Linked DNA regions of Rattus norvegicus: region 1 is linked to region 2. Evidence: chromatin contacts called from public Hi-C data. All regions are on one chromosome and are shown on one strand. The core of a region is the stretch at or near the end of the contact, and the rest is flanking DNA. Distances in the headings are between cores, read along the strand shown. Region 1 holds the start of Gnao1 (G protein subunit alpha o1). Region 2 overlaps Gnao1 (G protein subunit alpha o1).

Region 1 (5,229 bases), core at 1,611-4,110, 110 kb before region 2:
CTAAAGGAGCAGAGGACTTTACAGTGAAAACGTTGTTCCATGCATACTACGTACATTGAGTCTACACTGGCTACGGATCATAAGGGAGGGTTTACCTGAAGCAATGAAGGCTTCGTGATGGGAGAGCAACTAGAGAAGAAGCCAAGGCCTCTGGATTGGTTAATGCTGCAAGGAGCATTCGCTGGTACCTAGGCAGTCAGAGCAGCTCTGAGCGAAGCTTTAGATGTACAATCAAGAACAGAAAAATGGCCTTTCATTCTTTGGGGCCTACATCTTGTTACCGAATAACATCCCACACCATTTGTCTTTTCTCACATCCCCTGGCCTTTTGTAATCAAATGTAGGACACCTCCGAAGTTTTCTCTTATCAATCTGTCTTCCCAGTCTGGGCTTTTTCCACTCATCCACGGTGCTTCCCACACTAGCGTCTAACTGAGGTTTATGTGGGAGAATCGTATGGGATAATTTTTGTAAAAGTGCTCCGTAAGCTGTAAAGCACTGTACAGATGAAGTGGATTATTATGAGTCTTTTATGAAACTCAGCCACAAAGATGCAAGGTGACCCAGAAAAGGAGAAAAAGAAGAGGGTAAAGAAGAAGAGGGGGAGGAATAAGAACAACGACGACAGCAACAACAGTAACAATAAGAAAACAGGGTAGGCAAATTTGAAACCCATCTACAGTGCTGGAACATAATCTTACATACGAAGTCAGTAGATTCTCATAGGTACTGGGGGAGTGAAGAAAAACTCAAAAAAAGTAGTTTATACCTCTGCCATATCAGCAAGGAGGAAGGCCAGGCACTTAGAAGTCAAGGATGGCTTCATCTTCCCAAACACGATCAGAATGCACCCAGGAACTTGAAAGTCACTTGACAGGAACAAACACTAACTACATCTAATAGGGTATCCCCGCCACCGCTGCCACCGCCACCACTGCCACCGCCGCCCTGCCCCATGCCAGTACACAGTGAAAACGGGTTGATCCTTACCTTCGGTCCATCAAACGCAGTCTTGTACAAACAGCAGAACTAACAGTGGGTTTTTTTTTTCCCTGAATCTGGTTCATGGTGGATCGGTGCACCTGTCCCCAGCCACCTCTGGAGGAAGCAAGGTCCACAGAACGTTGAGCGCCTGAGAGCTCTGTTTTGGATCTGGAAGCACAATTTTAGTGATACTTGATTTTTTAAGCCAAACCAGCCTCATCTTCTAATAATATCCCCACCCAATGCAAACAGGAAAGAATATAGAGAAGGGGGTATTATTTATTTGCGGTATAAAACAACTCTGTAGAATTCTTTTGTTCGTTTCCTAAGATAGGTAGGATATGACCCAAATTTAAATATTCCAATTATATTACATATAACTTTTGACACAGACATTTGTAGAGTAAGACAAACCCACATTGGGAAACACCAAACTTAAAAATATGCAGGAGAAAAATATTTTCTTCTGGGTGGGTCTTAATTACCATTTTCCCCAATTGCAAATAATTTTTTTTGCTGGGTGACATTTCCAAAATAGGGTTTTTCTCCCCATTGTTGAAATGAAGCAAATAAGTTTCCTTTCGGAGTCACAGAAATGCCCAACAGTTAAAAAAACAAAAACAAAAACAAAAAAACAAAAACCCATGTTTTTCATTGGCCCCTTGCCTGTCTTTTCCCTGGGCAGCCTTGCCTGTGGCTCTTCTATCTAGGAAGGCCCCTGGGGCTGCCTGATGGAACTTATTGTAGAACTATTTTGTGCAGTCAGGATTAATTCTTCAAACTCTCAGAGACCACCCAGAACATGACCGATCTTTGGCAACTGTCTACTGTTTTCCCCAGTGCTGGGTTAGCTGTTTGCTGATTAACTGACCCTGGTTTCTGACTATTTGAGAAGATATGGGGTGTATTTCTTCTAGTAGTTTGTTATTTTAAGATGAAAGGAGGAAGAAACCTCTCATCAAAAACCTTTGAAGAATTCATTTTTACCGGTTTGTGTTCTGGGAATACAAGAATTCGAGAACCAAGCAAGACCATCGGTTCATCATATAGAGAAAAATTTAAGGGAGCAAGAGGCTCTCATGAAACACTGTCCCTGGGCCTTTGGCATCAAGCCATCCTAGGATGGTAACCATCTCTAGCAACAGAGGCTGTGGGAATCTCGCGGTAAGGCTCACATTGGCTAAGGGAGGCAAAAACTCCTGAGGAACAGGCCGTGCCTCTTCTCAGCCTGCTGCGTTCCTCTCTGCGAGCCCAGTCTGTATACACTAGATGCTCCATAATGCAGACCCAAGTCACTGAGCCCTGGCACGTTATTATGGAGTGCGCGGGTTTATCCTGACCCACTACCTCCTCACATCTGCTGAGGCACCATAGCTCGGCTAGGGGCTATACACCTCCAGCTGCGCAGGAGAACAATCAGAAAGGCGATCTGCCGGAGACAGGACTCAGAGCCCGAGGGACCAGGAAGCTGGAGGCTGGGGCCAAGGGCTGGGGACCACCTGACCGCCGCGCTGGGGTTGACAGGAGGCGGGCCGGGCGCGCGAGACCCGCCAGGGTGGGGCGGGGTGGGGCGCAGGCGCGCGCCCGGCGCCAGGCCCCTCCCTCCCGAGCCCGCACGTTCCCGAAGCTGCGGGGGAGGGGACCCGAGAGCGGGCGGCGCCTCGCGCGCGCGCGCGCCCGCCGGCTGACGCGTCCCGCGGGCATGCGCGCCGCCCCCGCCCGCGCCGTCCCCCGGGCCCTGGCGCGCGGCCCTGTGACGTCAGCGGGCGCCTGGAGGAGCTGCGCAGGACCAAGCGCACTCGCGCGCTGCGCTCGCCTCATCTCCCCCCCCCCCACCTCCCGCCCGGCCCGGCACGCGCGCGTGCCCTGCCCTCCCTGCCCGCCTCTTCTCGCGCTCCCCGCTGGCCGCGGCTCTCTCGCGCTCTCCCTGTCTCCTGTCCGCTCCGCCGAGCGATGCGAGTTCTGGGCCCCGGCGACGCCGCCTCCAGCTAGAGATCTGCACCCCTCACCCCCGGCCCGGCCCTCTGCCCAGCCCTGCCCTGCGCGCGGGGGTCGGAGAAGGCGCCGCGGACGCACCGACGGCCGAGGAGCGGCGATGCACATGCACTAGCGGCACCCCCTAACTCACTCCCTCCACACCCCGCGCCGCCGCCGCCGCCACCGCCTCCGCCTCCGCCTCCTCCTCCGCCTCCGGCAGCCGCGGCAGAAGGACCCACCCTGCCCCCCACCCCACCCTCCGCCGGCTCCGGCTGCGGATCCAGCCTCGACTCCTATTTTATTTATTTTGGGTCGTGCACTAGTCTCGGTGCCTGCAACCCGCGCCTCCCGGGCCCGCGGGCGCCTCCTCTCTCGGCTCCGGAGCCCCAGACCCCGGCCACCCTCACCTCGACACCCCCAGACCCCAGCCAGCCGCCGCTAATCTTCGCCGCTGGAATCTTGATAGAGGCTGTCCTTTTGGGGGGATTCTGGTCTTTCGACAATTTTGTTCCCAACCAAGGAAAGGATATCGTGATTTTCTCCCCTTTGAGCCCAGGCTCTGCTCTGTGGGGGGGTGGGGGGCGCGCCGACCCGAGGAGTCGTGCCAGCCGAGTCGTGCGGGCTGTGGCAGGGAAGGGGCCACCATGGGATGTACTCTGAGCGCAGAGGAGAGAGCCGCCCTCGAGCGGAGCAAGGCGATTGAGAAAAATCTCAAAGAAGATGGCATCAGCGCCGCCAAAGACGTGAAATTACTCCTGCTGGGTAAGGACCTCGGTAGCCACCCCCGCCCCTCGACCCCGGCCACAGTTCCCTACCCGACTTGCGCCCCGGGAGACCTGGTCCCGGAGTTGGCACCACCATGTGCCCAGGAGCGCCCACCCCTTGCATGCCTTGAAGCCCCCTTCCCATTTCTATGAGCTGACACTCACCAGTTTTCCCCCTTCTCTGTGTCCCAACAGGGGCTGGAGAATCAGGAAAAAGCACCATTGTGAAGCAGATGAAGTAAGTCCCTATGGCATTGGGATTTGTACTTTTATTAATAATTTTATGTCGTTTTTATTATCTTGATCAACCATAATTGCTCCCCGGTCCTGGTTTTTAATTCGTGCTCACACAGAAGAGACCCGGTTTTGCCTCCCCTCCCCCACTCCCTACGTTGGTACTGGGTTCCCCACCCCAACTCCTGGGGTCGGTGTTTTGGGGGAGGGAAGGGGAGCGCCTCTAGTTGTATGAATGACAGTGTCCGCCATATTGATCAGAACATCACACTATTAGCGTGATTATGATCATAACTCTTGCTTGTGGAGTATTTTGTGTTTTGCTGCCTCCATTTCTGTCTCTGCCTCATTTTCTTTCCCCTCCTCCTCCACCCCACCTCTCGAATCCCACTTCCCCCTGCTTCCCTCGAGGCAGTGATTTTGAACTTGACTAAAACATGGAGGGGACCCAGCCCTAGCAGATTGGGGTGGAGGATCCAGTGTTTGCTGTTCATGAGTTTGGTGCTGAATTCCTGGTAGCTGTGGCTTAGACCCTCTCCCCCCAAGAGCGAGCAAGGATTAGGGGAGGGGGCGTGCACTAGGGAGAAAGGGTGGGTTTCCAAGCGGATGTGACAGACACAGCCTCATCCAAGGCAGAGGTGGAAGGGGGAGGCTGTCTGTGTTGCTGAATGAAAGCAAGTCTCATCTGTCCTCCAGCCCCTCTCCTCCCTGACCCTCCAGGCTTTGCTCTTCTGACACCCGCAGTTTCCTGTCGCTGTGTAGCCTTTATTCTTATATTTACACTCTACTTAGGCCAGGTTCCCTGTAGTCTACTTTCAATGCGGATTTCAGGCCCTACTTGCCACCGCCCCCTTCTGCATTAGATATCAGTTTCCCCTCCTAATTAACTGGGGGTGGATTTGAGTGATGATTGAAAATTAAAACAAAATGGGATATTCCTTCCTTTCCACATTTCCCCCAATAAGGAGCCTCGCCCGTCCTTCCCCTTCTCTGGCTTGCTTCTTGCCCCATCCACTCCACAGCTCCTAGTGAGCCTACAGGCAGCTTTGCCTGGGGAGGGGTGGCTGGCAGGGAACCCGTGCATGCCTTCCGGGCCTCCTGGCCCTGCTTCCGTTGGCCTGTCAGTTCGGGACGGAGGAGTTCGTTAGGACCGTTTAGCGAGGATTCCATGTCGCTTTGCTGTGACACCTTCGTGCACACACAGCTCCTAATTAGAGGTTGCTGTGCAGTAAACAAAAATGATTATTTTTCAACTTGACAGAATAGCCGA
Region 2 (5,499 bases), core at 2,692-5,191:
TGCATATAGCTTATTGATCAGCCCACACCTCCGATGCCAAGCACATGGACAAGTGTTCTGTGGCACCATTAGGGCACGTGGAGCTCTTCGGATGGAAATGAGATGATGCCACCAGATATCTCTGCTCAGGCCAGGACCCCAGACTCCCACTGCCTCCCCAGAACCCAGTCCAAAGGCTGGAATATGTTCCATACAGCAGCCAAAATGAACTGCAAATTGTATATCCAGCATCCATCCCCTCTGCAGTTCCTCACAGGTTCTTCTGAGACTTAGGCCTTGGCCTTGGGGCTTTTGTCTGTGCTGCCTCCTCTTAACCTTCCAGCCATGAACCCTGGCTCTGCAGTCACCTCCTTTGGAAGCTTTTTCCTGGTTCCCTACACTCAAATATCTGGGAGCTATTTCCTTCAGGATCTCTCTCTCTCTCTCTCTCTCTCTCTCTCTCTCTCTCTCTCTCTCCCCCCCCCCGCGAGTGTGTGTGTGTGTGTGTGTGTGTGTGTGTGTGTGTGTGTGTGTGTGTGTGTTAGAGAGAGAACATTGTCTGTGGAACAGACACAGGCCACATGACTCTAATTAGAATTAGGAGGGGAGCGGTCTGCAGTTATTTTTAAGCTGCTTCCCCTCATCTGTGTCCACTTCTCCAACCCATTCTGCACAATTAGCAGATCCCTCCTGCTCCTGTTCCAGTTCAGCTCAGGAAAGAGCCGCCTCCTGCAGTCTCTGATCTGACCTGTCCTCTCAGACGACAGCTCTAGATGCACCTCAGGTGCTCCTTTCTCCAGAAGCAACCTCCAGCTGACTGGCTCCGCTGCAGGCATTGGTGTCAGGAGTCTTGGACATCCAGATAAGTCCAGTCCTCCCAGACCTGGGCCTGAGAAGAGGTGAGATGCGTGGAAAGTTGGGATTATGGGAGATTTTACCTGTCACATGGCCCTGTGGGGATCCCTCTGAGGACTGGATCTCTTTTTTCCTAGATTTAAGCCCTGGTCTTGATATAAAAGTAAATTCTCTCCCCTCCCGCCATGGCCGTCCAGTGTGAAAGTGTGGACACTCAATGGTGGGAGGACACTGTTTAGCCAGCACCTCTGTGGGTAGTGGCTTTGCTGCCCCTCTGTGGGACTCCTGACATGGGCCAGCAGACAGGGAAGGTTACAAGGCATGTGTCTAAACCAGGAGACATTCCTTTGGCCAAAACTTAGTCTCGAGGTCACACTTTTCAGAGGAGCCTGGGAAATGGCCAGTTGTCCCCCAAGGAAAAAAAGACAGCACGCTCTTATCAGTAGGCAGGTCTCTCTGGTGTTGTATTTTAACCAAATTGCAGCTAACTCACGGAAGAACTGCCTCCGGTATAGTTAGAGTCCCGTTCTCTTGGCTCGCAGTCGGTACTTAGCCTGGATGACTCCGAGAGCTTCACCCTTTGTGTGACTAGAAGTGAAGCTGACTCACCTTGTCAGCCATTGCTGTGGCTGAGCATAGCCAGTTCTAAAAGTGCTGATCCTGGGCAGGGTGTGCCACACGGGTAGCCTGGAGCCTTCCTTCTTGTCTGTGTGCTAACAGACAAACATCTCCCAGTGGTAACAGCAGCTTTCTGGCCTGGCATATATACTGGTGAGTTACAGTTTCAGTGGTAAATGGGTCAGCCTTTTAAACTTTTGCTATTTTTTTAAATAAATCACCAACATATCCAACATAAAAGTTCACATATACTAATATGAGATTAATTTCTAGGCTATACAGATATGTGTGAATTAAAGTGGTACATGAGTGGCAAGTTGGGGGACATTGTATGGGCTTAAAAGGCTGAAATGCAAGACCAGCATGTACAATGTGTAGTCCCAGTGTGTGCTTCCTTCTCTGTAGCACGTGCTCCCACCACAGGACAAGTGTGTCACATGATAGACAGTAGAACCTGGCATGGACCATGTGTTCTGTGCCGGGTAGATACTTGGATTATTAGAGAACACTGTATTGCATCATTTAATTGTGCCAGCGATCCTATGAAAGGTGTTGTTACTACCAGCTTATCAATGAGCAAAGAAAAGCTACTTCCCTGGCCACGTCAGCCACGGTCCTCCTGCTCCTCTGGCTGGCAGTAATTTAGGAAGCCACTCTAGGAGTGCCCCGCCTGTCTCTGAGCCTCACGCTTCCCATGCCGCTGGAACACTCTTGTGCAAGTTTTTATGCGGCTCTCTGCTTTCATTTGTCCTGATACCTACGTAGGAATGGATTGCTGGGTCATAGGACAGAGCATGGCAGTCATATAATATACCGAAAACCTTTTCCAGAATGGCTACACCAGAAATGTATAAGGCTCCATCTGAGAGACTCCCACTGGCATTTGGATTGTTAATTCTCTTTCATTTTGTTTTTCTATTCCCTGATGACTTGAGAAATTTAACACCTTTTAATGTGCCTTTTGGTCGTTCTGTTGTAAGGTATCCGTTTTGACTTTTCCCACCATTGTGAGAGTTTTATTAATGAATTATACAAGGATGTTTAACATTTAATAATTATCTGGGGGCAGTAGTGCCATGGTGCACTGACGTGGGGGGCAGAGGGCACTTGCAGGGGTCAGGTCTCTCCTTCTACTGTGTGGATCTCAGGCTCAAAATCAAGTCCCCAGTCTCAGCCACAGGCCGCTTGACTGACTGAGCTATCTTCTCAGCCATTTCTTTGTCAACTATATACAGACTATAGATTGCCTTTAGGAAAGAAAATGTTTTTGAATACATTAAGTTGTTAAATGCTGAATTGCCAACTGTCACACTTCTCCTCCACCCCCTCCCTGCTTTTGAGTGTTGTGGGGAGTATCTGCTGGTCAAGGAGTGTCACAGACAGTCCACACCCCAGCTCTCAGGACATCGCCTCTGCCCTCTGAGCCTTATTTTTATGAAGTCTAAAATGGGGATGTTAGTCACCGGCCTCTCTGGGCTGCTGTGAAGGTGACATGAGATGGTATCCAGCACCTAACACAGTACGGCAGAGCTGAGATGGCTGGTGATACCCTGTCGCTAAGGCTATCAGTACTCCAGGCTGCACACCCTGAGCTCCGTCTGTCTGTCTGTCTCCCTCAGGATAGAGAAAGCACCAGCTTCCTTCCCTTGTGTAAGTGAAACCTTGGCCTCGCTTCTACATCCATCCCACTTCCTGGTCCCGAAAGGCTCCTGAGCCAGCCTCTTCCCCTGAGGACCCAGACTTCCTCTCCTTGTGACCAGCATGATCCCCCTGCCTCCACTTCCCTACTGTCTACCCTGTGTGTTGCTGCTGCAGTTACCAACAGCTGCCTTTCTAAACTGGAAAGTCGGGGCTCCTGGGTAGGTGTTCAGGGGAGACCACTTTGCAAGGGCAAGGCTTGGCTGTGAATGGTCTCACCTCTGAGTATAAATACCAGGCTCTCATCTTAGCCAGCCAGAAGGTCCTTCTGCCTACCTTCTAGAGTCTTCATTGGGCCTCGCTGGCTGTCCTTACTGGGGACAGGCCACTCCTTTGCCTTTGGCAGGGTCCAGTCCTTCCATACGTGATCAGAAAATTCAATTATAAAGCCAATTACTGATTTCCTGAGCTTGACAAGGAGACATGAAAGTTTGATTAAGTTTGAATTCCTCTCTGGCTAATTGCCAGCCCGGGCCAAATAGGCTGTGGGAGATTTTTGTTCTCGATTCTGGTTTTTTGTTTTGTTGCAGTGTTCCCGGGATAGGGGAACGGTTTTGTGTTGTGGTCTTTGTGCCCTCCTTACTTGCTGAAAGGCTCTTCCTCCGTTGTGATGCATGAGATGCAAATCCCCCAAAGATTCGTTGCCAGGGTAACAGTCTCCGGAATTGAGCTCAGCTAAACAAAGTCCTTCAGATTTGAAGGGAACAGTGTTTATTTCCCATGCAGAGGCAAGCTCTAGTGCCCACAACAAGGCTGTGTTCAAGGACGCCTGCCTGCGTGAACAGGGGTACAAAAGCCGCTCACTGGTCCCCTCCTCGTCTGCAGCAGTGTGGCTGGGCTCTGGCTGCTTCCCACCCTACACAAAAGCATGGGCAGATGCCGAGGCCACAGAGCGTGGCTTCAGAGGGTGCCTCCTACCAGATGGTTCCTTGGCCCAAGAACCTGCCACGCTGGCCCTCAGCCAGTGGCTCTGCTGAGAGCCAACAGCAAGGCGCAGGTGGGTGGGGCTGGGGAGCCACCCTGTCCCTAGCAGTACACCTAGCTATTTCAGCCATTTCTGGATATGGAACTGGCCTGTGGTCAGAGCAGACTGGAGCTCCACACTGGTGTCTTGAGTTGGCTCTGGGGTACCATTTCCTCCCCTAGGAATAGAAGGGGCGACCCTCAATTTTCTGGAAGTGATGTGCATCATCTAAGAAACTCAAAACTTCTGCCCATGAAAGTCCCTACGTAAATAGAGCCCTTTGTCTTTTCTCAGCCCGTAGGGTTCTGGAGCTCTGGTTAAAGTCCTAGTACCCCTGGAAGAAGAAACATCTGCCCACGACACCTTTTAACCCTCAGCTAGTGGCACTAAGGACAAAGCCCAAGGTGGCTCAGGTACAACTCACCTCCCTCTATGCTCCACTGTGTCCCAAACTTGTGACCTCTTACCTCAGATACCAGTGGCAGAGCCCCACACCTTGCAAAGTACCCACATCCTGCCTTGTCTCCTCATCTACACAGCCACCTCAAGAATCTTCAGCACAGCCATGGGTTGGTGGCCAGCCACCCTGCCCAGCATCTCACGACCTTAGCTGCACGGATGTCTTGGGCAACACACACCTGCTTGCTTGATTGGCTTGTTTGTGTATCTGTTTGTTTGTGTTTAGAAGGTGAGAATTTTTGCAAAGTCTGAATTTGGGTGTTGGCTTTTTTTTTTTTTTTTTTTTTTTAATGAAACTGCACAGCTTCCTAGTAGAGTTGTAATTAGGAAATGCTGTGTTAGTCAGCAAGGCAGAATTGAAAAATAACCAGGCAGTGCTGGATGGAGTGCTCCCCCCTCCTTAGACATTTCAGTTTTGCCACACTGGGGGAGAGGGAGGTGTGAAGAGAGGAAAGATGTGTGCAGCTGAGCAGGACCGGGCGGAGGCTGTGCTCCTGCTCTATACAGAATTTAAAAGCAACGAGAGTCAGTGTGTGGGGTGCTCTTCCCATCAGTCAAACAAGAGGTGAGGTGAGGAGGGGGCAGTGAAGGAGGGGTTAGGAGGCCGGGCCAGGATAGGTAACTGCAGAGAGCCGTAAGATCGCCAGCATGCCAGGGCACCGGTGACAGCCTCGGCAACGCCTACACACTGAGCATGTACATGCCGGCGCTGTGCCAGGGACCCTGTTTCTGGATTTATCCCAGCCAACAGGCTCCATTTAATAGCCATATGTTTATCTTAGTGTGAATCCAAGGAATAATAATTGTGGCATCCTGAAAGGAAGGCCAGCGTATGGGCTTTAACTTGGTTAAAAGTGAGTTAGTTACGTGAAATGTATTGAGAACGTGAGGGTCTGCGGCATCTCACAGGAGCAGACCTTCTGACA

What was found. A called contact is a pair of places that touch in the nucleus more often than the background predicts.
Region 1: a contact with region 2 is called in a Hi-C map of prefrontal cortex, with 4 times the contacts expected there. The contact joins the promoter of Gnao1 here to the enhancer-like site in region 2. A contact is called at or near these places in 1 of 12 Hi-C or Micro-C datasets (prefrontal cortex) and 1 of 1 datasets of contacts at active chromatin or transcription factors (oligodendrocytes).

What each region holds. Positions count from the first base shown.
Region 1 is chr19:11,196,068-11,201,296 of GRCr8, reverse strand. Gnao1 (G protein subunit alpha o1) reads left to right here and starts at 2,860. Exons shown (of 8, transcript NM_001414910.1): 1 at 2,860-3,723; 2 at 3,921-3,963. The coding sequence starts at 3,606. It also overlaps a transcript of Ces5a not described here.
Region 2 is chr19:11,088,368-11,093,866 of GRCr8, reverse strand. The region is part of intron 3 of Gnao1 (G protein subunit alpha o1); the gene reads left to right. It also overlaps a transcript of LOC134483691 not described here. Among named protein-coding and RNA genes, the nearest start is that of Amfr, 89 kb to the right of the region's middle. Within about 2 kb of position 3,941, at least 61 of the 93 cell types and tissues checked have an H3K27ac peak or open chromatin away from gene starts, as enhancers often do. A contact at or near this core is called in prefrontal cortex, where this site is marked.